2 separate regions of the Mus musculus genome follow, and region 1 is linked to region 2. A link is a contact called in public HiChIP or PLAC-seq data. All regions are on one chromosome and are shown on one strand. The core of a region is the stretch at or near the end of the contact, and the rest is flanking DNA. Distances in the headings are between cores, read along the strand shown. Region 1 overlaps Src (Rous sarcoma oncogene). Region 2 overlaps Rbl1 (RB transcriptional corepressor like 1).

What was found. HiChIP or PLAC-seq counts read pairs in DNA pulled down with a chosen protein or histone mark.
Region 1: an HNF4G HiChIP or PLAC-seq map of pancreatic cancer cells shows a contact between it and region 2. The contact joins two enhancer-like sites. A contact is called at or near these places in 2 of 39 promoter capture datasets (embryonic stem cells and hippocampal neurons), 2 of 484 Hi-C or Micro-C datasets (the G1E-ER4 cell line and regulatory T cells), 2 of 115 datasets of contacts at active chromatin or transcription factors (embryonic stem cells and pancreatic cancer cells) and 1 of 9 other capture datasets (adipose tissue).

What each region holds. Positions count from the first base shown.
Region 1 is chr2:157,456,000-157,460,047 of GRCm38.p6, reverse strand. It overlaps Src (Rous sarcoma oncogene), which reads right to left. Exons shown (of 15, transcript NM_009271.3): 4 at 2,717-2,971; 5 at 1,415-1,514; 6 at 1,188-1,205. The coding sequence starts at 2,963. Among named protein-coding and RNA genes, the nearest start is that of Src, 34 kb to the right of the region's middle. Within about 2 kb of position 2,442, at least 170 of the 459 cell types and tissues checked have an H3K27ac peak or open chromatin away from gene starts, as enhancers often do. A contact at or near this core is called in the G1E-ER4 cell line, pancreatic cancer cells and regulatory T cells, where this site is marked.
Region 2 is chr2:157,146,895-157,150,890 of GRCm38.p6, reverse strand. Rbl1 (RB transcriptional corepressor like 1) reads left to right here. Exons shown (of 22, transcript NM_011249.2): 21 at 58-222; 22 at 3,215-3,996. The coding sequence ends at 3,385. Among named protein-coding and RNA genes, the nearest start is that of Samhd1, 14 kb to the right of the region's middle. Within about 2 kb of position 2,275, at least 54 of the 459 cell types and tissues checked have an H3K27ac peak or open chromatin away from gene starts, as enhancers often do. A contact at or near this core is called in the G1E-ER4 cell line, pancreatic cancer cells and regulatory T cells, where this site is marked.

The DNA of each region.
Region 1 (4,048 bases), core at 1,193-3,692, 310 kb before region 2:
GCACACACTCCAAGGTCTGTGGCCATTCCTTCTCTCACCTCTGCCTCTATCAGCCGTGTGGCTCTGGGACACCATCCTTTCAGCGCCAGGGTCACACTGCTCCTCCTCCTGGCCACCAGTGCCACCAGCAGCTGGGGACAATGGGAACTCAGGGCTTCCCTTTAGGAGGGAAGGAGCAGCTGGCCACACTGGTGGGGAGGTACTAGGGAGGTCTCTTCCCCAGGGCGCCAGTCCAGGAAAAGAAGAGAAAGTGCCCAGGTCCCATCCTGGGCTTGCTATCGGTAGCCACATGACCTTGGACAAGGGCCTTCCTGACTTTGAGCCTCAGTTTCCTCATTCACAAAATAGAGCCAGCCCCTCCACCATTGCTGCTGTCCCCACCCCACCCCCCGGGGATCAGAGATAACGAGATGGAGGGGTATGAATGACAGTGACCGGTGCAGAACGTGGAACCTGCTCACTTTTGCCTCACACAACGGGCATCCCCTCCCTGGATCTTGAGGGCTGAATAGGAGTTCACCAGATGGATACAGGAGAAGTATTTCAGGCAAACGGAGTAGCATGCACGAGGAACGGGAGGCATGAGCAGCGAGACACGCCCAGGGAGACGGAAAGCCTACCTCTTTAGCCAGACCTTTGGGGCACTTTATGATGGATCCTCTCTACCCTCCAGAGCAGCTCAAATCAAAGTCCCCAAGCCTTACCTGCTCCAGGGAGAGGCCTCCACAGCCCAGCACATACCTCCAACCAGCAGCTGCCCCCCTCCCAGGGATGCTGCCCTTACCTGCTGTGGCTCACTGTCCTTCCTTGGATGGGCAGTCTGATAGAGACAGCCCCCTCTCCCGGGGACATCTTGCAGGGACCCCGGCCTGCTTCTATCCACCCCTGACCTGGTCTGGTGTAACCCACTCCCCACCACACTGCCTCCCTCCCTGGCCTACAGAATACACTGGGTCCTGCATGTAGCTGGCACCCAATGTGGAATCACAAATCAGAACAGGGAGGAAGAGAGCTAACAGGAAGGTGTGGGGAGAAGATGGAGGGTCGGCTCATACAGGTGGGATGCAGGGTAAGCTAAAGGGACGGGGAGAGAGCTGGAAACACACAGGGGCGGTGGAGGAAGCACATGCAGAGAGCAGCCCCCAGCCTCAGCGAAGCATCCCCCTCTACCTGGCCTCGGTACACACCTGACATCCACCTTCCTCCTAAGGGCCAGCGAGAGAGAAGCAGAGAGAAGGAGAGGCTGAGGTGCGAAGACAGGGCCCAGGACAAGGGAGGATACTGGTTGGGGTCTAGGGAGGGCCGCCACCCACCAAGAGCAGAAGCAGCCCTGTAGGCTCTGCACCGCCCTCTGCCGGCAGCTCTCGGTAAGACAGACCCACGCTCCCAGTGCAGTCCCCGCCAGGCCACTCACGTGTTATTGACAATCTGCAGCCGCTCCCCTTTCTTGAAGGACAGGTCAGTCTCTGTCCGTGACTCATAGTCATAGAGGGCCACAAAGGTGGTCACCCCACCTGCAGAGAAGGATGAGAGGTGTCAGAACCCTGCAGGGGCTGGGTCAGGCGCCGTTCTCACTCACCAGCCTGTCCCTGGGAGGAAGCTAAGTACGCTGTGCCTTCCTGCTGGGCTGCAGACTAGGTGTTCCTTATCTAATGAGTCTATTGACACAAGCAGAAGTCCCGTCCCCGTCCCCGTCCCCCCCGTCCCTGTCCCCCCCCCCCCCCGAGATCAGGCTCCCTTGCTCTGCACTCAGGGGCAGCACACAGAAGATGCCCCAAGCCCCACACTTAAGGGACTCTGCCTGTGTGTGTGCCTGGCAGCTCGAGGTTTCTGGTCCAAGTTTCAGGACCCTTCCCCTGATTCTCCCCTCACCCACAGCTGCTCCGTGGAATCCTGCATCCCACCCTCGGTTGCCCGAGGCTCCACAAATGCTTCTCAAATGATCGAATGGGTGTGTGGCTGCATGGCGGGAAGTGGGCTGCCCGTCCAAAGGTCTCACCACAACCAAGTTCCTGTGGTGGGATGTGGAGCTGGGAACCCCTACATCCCGTGTCTGCATTCTGCATGCAAGATGGTAGACAGGCCCATCTGAGGGGGCGAGGTTGTATGCACACCTGTATCTGTGTGTGCTCTGGCCCAGGTGTCTCTAGGAATTGTTGGTGTCTCCACTCAGTGTGGGTTCATGCCCAATGTGGGCATATAACATGGTTGAGTCTGGGTGGGATTTGTACGTGTAGGTGTGCAGCCATGCGTGTGGCTCTGTCTGAGCGTGGGATTTGCACGCATGGGCGTGCAGCCGTGAGTATGGCTCCGTCAGAGTGTGGGATTTGCACGTGTGGGTGTGTAGCCATGCATGCAGGAGCGTGAGTCACCCCGCTCAGCTCCTGGGCGGCAGGGCTGCCGCACCACACAGCGCCAGCAGAGGGCGCAGGGGCGCACTCGGGCCATCGCACAGCAGAGCCAGGAACAAAGGCTGGGCGGAGGCGGCAGCTAGTCCGTGGCGGTCCATCCCCTGAGGGCCTCAGGGTCCCCTCCCCTACAACCCTCTCCTTCAGAACCCGTTATATACTCTGAACCTGGGAGCCCGAAAGCGCCAGGAGCCCCGCTTTCCAGTTTACGAATCCTTCCCCATTCGCAGCCTCGGGAAAACCGAGTCCCCAGAACCCAGAGAGGGTGCACCACAGCTCAGGGACACACAGCAAGGGGGAGGGCTGACCTGCCAGAGGCCCCGCCCTCTGCGGGGAGGTGACGGTGTCCGAGGAGTTGAAGCCTCCGAAGAGCTTGGGCTCGGCCGCGGGCGGCACGAAGGCGGCGCTGGGCCCGCGGTGGCCGTCGGCGGAGGCGGGCTTGCTCGGTGTCTGTGAGGCCGGGAAGGCGCCCCCTGCCCCGTGCACGTTTTCCGAGGGCTCCAGGCTGCGGCGCCGCTGGCTGGCGTCCTTGGGCTTGCTCTTGTTGCTGCCCATGGTCCTGGCTAGGGGCGACAGAAATCCCCGAGGTAGAGGAGAGCCTCTGGGAGGAGACAAGCCACCCCACCCACTTATCGGATAGGGAAACTGAGGTCCTAAGAAGGGGACTAGCCACCCTGGGAGGACTCGTCTCATTACACCTGTCAAATGAATTGCTGGCACCTTAGGACACAGCTATGGAGAGAAGACATACCAGTCCAAAGTCCTGACTGCTGGACCCAAAGTCAGTTTCAGTCTTTCTTAGGCAGGGACACTTGAGTCATATCTATGTCCCCAGCACATAGGAGGGGCTCATTTAAGGATTGCTGAATGAATCCATGCCTGACAAGTCGTCTAACACTGGGGGAAGGTGCAGTACAGTACGGTGGCTTGAAGAAGGGATGGCCAGGCCTCCTGGTCACAGGACCTTTGCAAACACTATTCCCTGACAGCTTCACCTCCCAACTCAGTTTCCTTCAGCTGTCAGCTCAAAGTTACTTCCTGGGTCAGGCAGATGGCTACACAGGTAAAGGCACCTGTCACAGACACTGCTGACCTCAGTTCAATCCCCAGGACCCACATGGTGAAAAGAGGTGGACTGGGGCTGGAGAGGTGGCTCAGCAGTTAAGAGCACTGACTGCCTTTCCAGAGGTCCTGAGTTCAAATTCCAGCAATCACATGGTGGCTCACAACCATCTGTAACGAGACCTGATTCCTTTTCCTGATGTCTGAGGACAGCTACAGTGTACTTACTTACATATAAATCAAGAAAGAAAGAAAGAAAGAAAGAAAGAAAGAAAGAAAGAAAGAAAGAAAGAAAGAGGGAGGGAGGGAGGGAGGAAGGGAGGAAGGGAGGAAGGGAGGAAGGGAGGAAGGGAGGAAGAGAGGAAGAGAGGAAGGAAGGAAGGAAGAAAGAAAGAAAGAAAGAAAGAAAGAAAGAAAGAAAGAAAAAGAAAGAAAGGAAGGAAGGAAGGAAGGAAGGAAGGAAGGAAGGAAGGAAGGAAGGAAGGAAGAGAAACTTCAAGTCACATCCTTTAGGAAGGGGTCCTCAAATTCTTTCATGAGCCCCCAAACTACTGTACCCCCTTGGTTATATGTAGCCC
Region 2 (3,996 bases), core at 1,026-3,525:
GAGCAATATGGTTTTTTATTCTTTTGTCTTACAAATATGATTTCTGGGTCACTCTAGATGGATGCTCCCCCGCTCTCTCCTTTCCCACACATTAAGCAGCAGCCGGGTTCCCCACGCCGCATCTCCCAGCAGCATTCCCTCTATGTGTCTCCACACAAGAACGGAGCGGGCCTCACCCCCAGGAGCGCACTGCTGTACAAGTTCAACGGCAGCCCTTCTAAGGTACAGTGCATACAGATGGCCTGAAGAGCAGCTCCCATACATACTTGGTCAGGGCTGGGGTTCCGGTTAGAATTTTCAAGTAACTATGAAAAAGTTGGATTTCAAGTAGCTTTACCTCTTAAACCTCGAGTCAGTTTGTCAGCCAGTAGCTGTTCATCTTCTTCTTATAAAGTCACCACTAAGAAAATAGAAACTACTAACTGCACCATGCTTGTGTGTTCAGAAACACTGCTGTTACCATACATGGTGGTACATAACCTGTAATGCCAGCGCTGAGCTGTTGAGTTGTTTGAACAGTCACAGAAGTGGGGCTAATGGAGGATGCTAAGCCCTATTGTTGGGGTAGGAAGTATTTTAGAAACATGGTTAGCAACATTCAACAAAGTGTAGGAGCTCTGCAGAGAGTGCAGACCCCCAGGCCCCCATGGCAGGGGTGTGGAAGCTCTGAAGTGGACTCAGGCCCTTCAGGCAGGAGGGGGTACCACTAAACCATTTCTCTGGCCCCTGTTTGTTTGGTGTTTTGTTTTGTTTTTTGCTTATTTTGAGAAGTGTCTCAACAGATGTCCGAGCTACCCTCCAGCTAGTGAAAAGTTAGAAAGCAGGGCCTACTCTTCTGTCTGTGTTTATGAAGAGACTGGCTTCAGCATTACCTAGTATACTGTTGGAGATGTGTCAGAGATGGGCTTTTTCAGTATTGCTAGGACTGCACAGCAGTGTCTTAAGTTTCTGAAAGCCACAAGTATTATTTAGACAAATATGTGAGTGTCAGTGCAATAACAGCTCCTTAATGCCTCAGGTTCCTGTTTGGTCCCATGCTTACAGAGGTCTCACTCTACTTACCCAGGAAAACTGACCAAGATGAGACTTGTCCCATAAAGGTGTTTAGAAGATATTAGACCATCGAGATCCAGGGCACTGATCCCTGAATCAGCGTTAGAATCACCAAGGGAGCTTGCTGAACACTAGCCCTGTTCTGCAGACCTGTGGAATCACAGAGAGCTAGCAGGCAGGGCCAGGTAGAGCGTTCACTCTAGACAACTGGGAGTTTCAGGAACCACCTCTCCTGAGCCTATAAATGTCAGCATTACCTGCGGTGACTCACAGACCCCACAGCAGCTAAATCGGAGTCATTTCCAGGCAGTCAGTGAGCACATCAGATGTGTAACAGCATCACTGTGTTAAACCAGGATAGGAATGTGTCAGTCTGAGGCAGACAGACTTCCAGTAGTTCAAGACCAGCCTGACCCTGTCTGCGAGAAAAGAAAGGGACCAGTAAGTTGGCTTATCAATCAGGGTAATGCCCCTCCCACCAAGCCTGATGACCTGACTTAACCTCCCTGAGCCTTTGAGATGTCTACATGTCGACATGTGTGCTATGCTCGCACAGCAGAAACAAACACAGAAAAAGTAAAAAGAAAAATGTGTACATGTGTGTGTGTTTATTTACATTTTTTTGTTGTTGTTGTTTTTTCGAGACAGGGTTTCTCTGTATAGCCCTGGCTGTCCTGGAACTCACTTTGTAGACCAGGCTGGCCTCAAACTCAAGAGATCCACCTGCCTCTGCCTCCCAAGTGCTGGGATTAAAGGTGTGAGCCACCACGCCCGGCTTACATTTTTGGTTACGCACACACACACTACTCTGCTGTTTCCGAGGACATACATTCAATTCCCAGCAGCCAGTCAGTGGCTCATAACCATCTCTACTGCCAGTCTCAGAGGATTGATACTCTCTTATGGCCTTTGTGGGTATCAGGCATGCACACAGCATACACACAAATATGCAAACAAGACATTCATACATATTAAGTAAGGAGTAAATGAAGAGATTCAACAGACAGACAAACTTGGGTCGCACGCAGCTGGCCGTGAGTGAAAGCACTGGCTGGCTGTCCTGATGCTTTATGTGTCAACTTGACCCAAGCTAGAGTCATCAGAGAGAAAGGAGCCTCAGGTGAGGAAATGCCTCCCGGAAAACCAGCTGTAAGGCATTTTCTCAACTAGTGATCAGTTGTGGAGAGCCCCGCCCATTGTGGGTGTGGTGCCACCATCCCTGGTTCTGTGTAATCCTTTTCTATAAGGAAACAGGCTGAGCAGGCCACTAAGCAGTACCAGTCTATGACCTATGCATCAGCTGCTGCCTCCAGGATTCCGCCCTGTTTGTAATCCTGTCTTGACTTCAATGATGGACAGTGATCTGGAAGTGTAAGCTGAATAAATCCTCTCCTCCCTAACTTGCTTTTTGGTCATGGTGTTTTGTTTAGGCAAGAAATCCTAAGACAGCCGGGCATGGTGGCCCACGCCTTTAATCCCAGCACTTGGGAGGCAGAGGCAGGCGAATTTCTAAGTTCGAGGCCAGCCTGGTCTACAGAGTGAGTTCCAGGACAGCCAGGGCTACACAGAGAAACCCCGTCTCGGAAAAAAAAAAAAGAAAAAAGAAAAGAAAGTAAGAAAAGGAAAGAAAAGAAAAGGAAAGGAAAGAAAAGAAAAGAAAAGAAAAGAAAAGAAAAGAGAAGACCTAAGACACTGCACTGTCCTGGTGACCTGAATTCTGTCTCAGGAACCCACACTGCAAAAGGGAGAAACCAACTCCCAAAAGTTGTTAGTTGTTCCCTGACCTCTGTACACATGCCACAGCTGTAATGCACCCTACACACACACACACACACACACACACATACACACACACACACACACTAAATAAACACAACATGGATTGGTAGGCCTTACCACAAAATGTCTGACTCAGAGAGTGGGTGGTAAAACTTGTGAATTTCACATTTGTAACATTGGTTCCTCGGTGCCTCTGCTCCTTCTGGTCTGATTAAAACCACTCAAAAAGCCACCGCTGTAAGTTGGTTTAGATTCAAAAGATAATCTCTATACCAGTGCTTAGATTGGGGTAGAAGATGGGAGGAAGAAAAGAGAGTTAGCTTAGTTTTTTACATAAAGTTTCTTTTTCCTGCCTTTTACACATGCCCTCTTGTTTTTGTAGAGTTTGAAAGATATCAACAACATGATAAGGCAAGGCGAGCAGAAAACCAAGAAGCGCGTGATAGCCATCAGTGGAGATGCAGACTCACCTGCCAAACGTCTCTGCCAAGAGAACGATGATGTTTTACTTAAGCGACTACAAGATGTTGTCAGTGAGAGAGCAAATCATTAACGTCACCCTTTGCCTGATCAAAGCACTTTTGGATTGTTCTGGAGAAAGCTGGGGCTCCATCCTTCACATTTTTATCACTGGGTTATACAAAACCTTGCACCACAAGTACGCTCCTTTTTAAAAGCATTTATTCACCCTTTATAGCTAACAGACATATATTTTAAGGTAGATTAGAAAAGAATGTTTTAAGTGCCTTCATAAACAGTAATAAGATTTTCTTTTTTTAGTGTTTGTTCCTAGGATTTCTTTTTAGGGTGAATTAAGAAGAAACTATTCTTTAACCGTCTTTTCAAAATGATCAAATGTCTCCTGTGCTTTTTAATATTCGGTCAGTGAGTCTGTGAGATACTTGTCTGCTTGTGTTGAGGTTAGCTCCCACAGTAGGAGAGCTCACTGATGGACCAGCCTGCCTTGGGCCTGCTGGAGCAACTGCCCCTCAGGTGCCACCAGTGTGTGGGACTGTCCGTGCCCCGTCTTCTTCCGCTCGTTGAGTACAAGCAGCTCTGTACCTGGGCTCTGTACCTTTTAGCTTGATGTTATCACCCTATAAAAGGGATACTCATTTTTAAAACTACGATTTTCATGATATTGCCTTAATTATTTTATGTGAT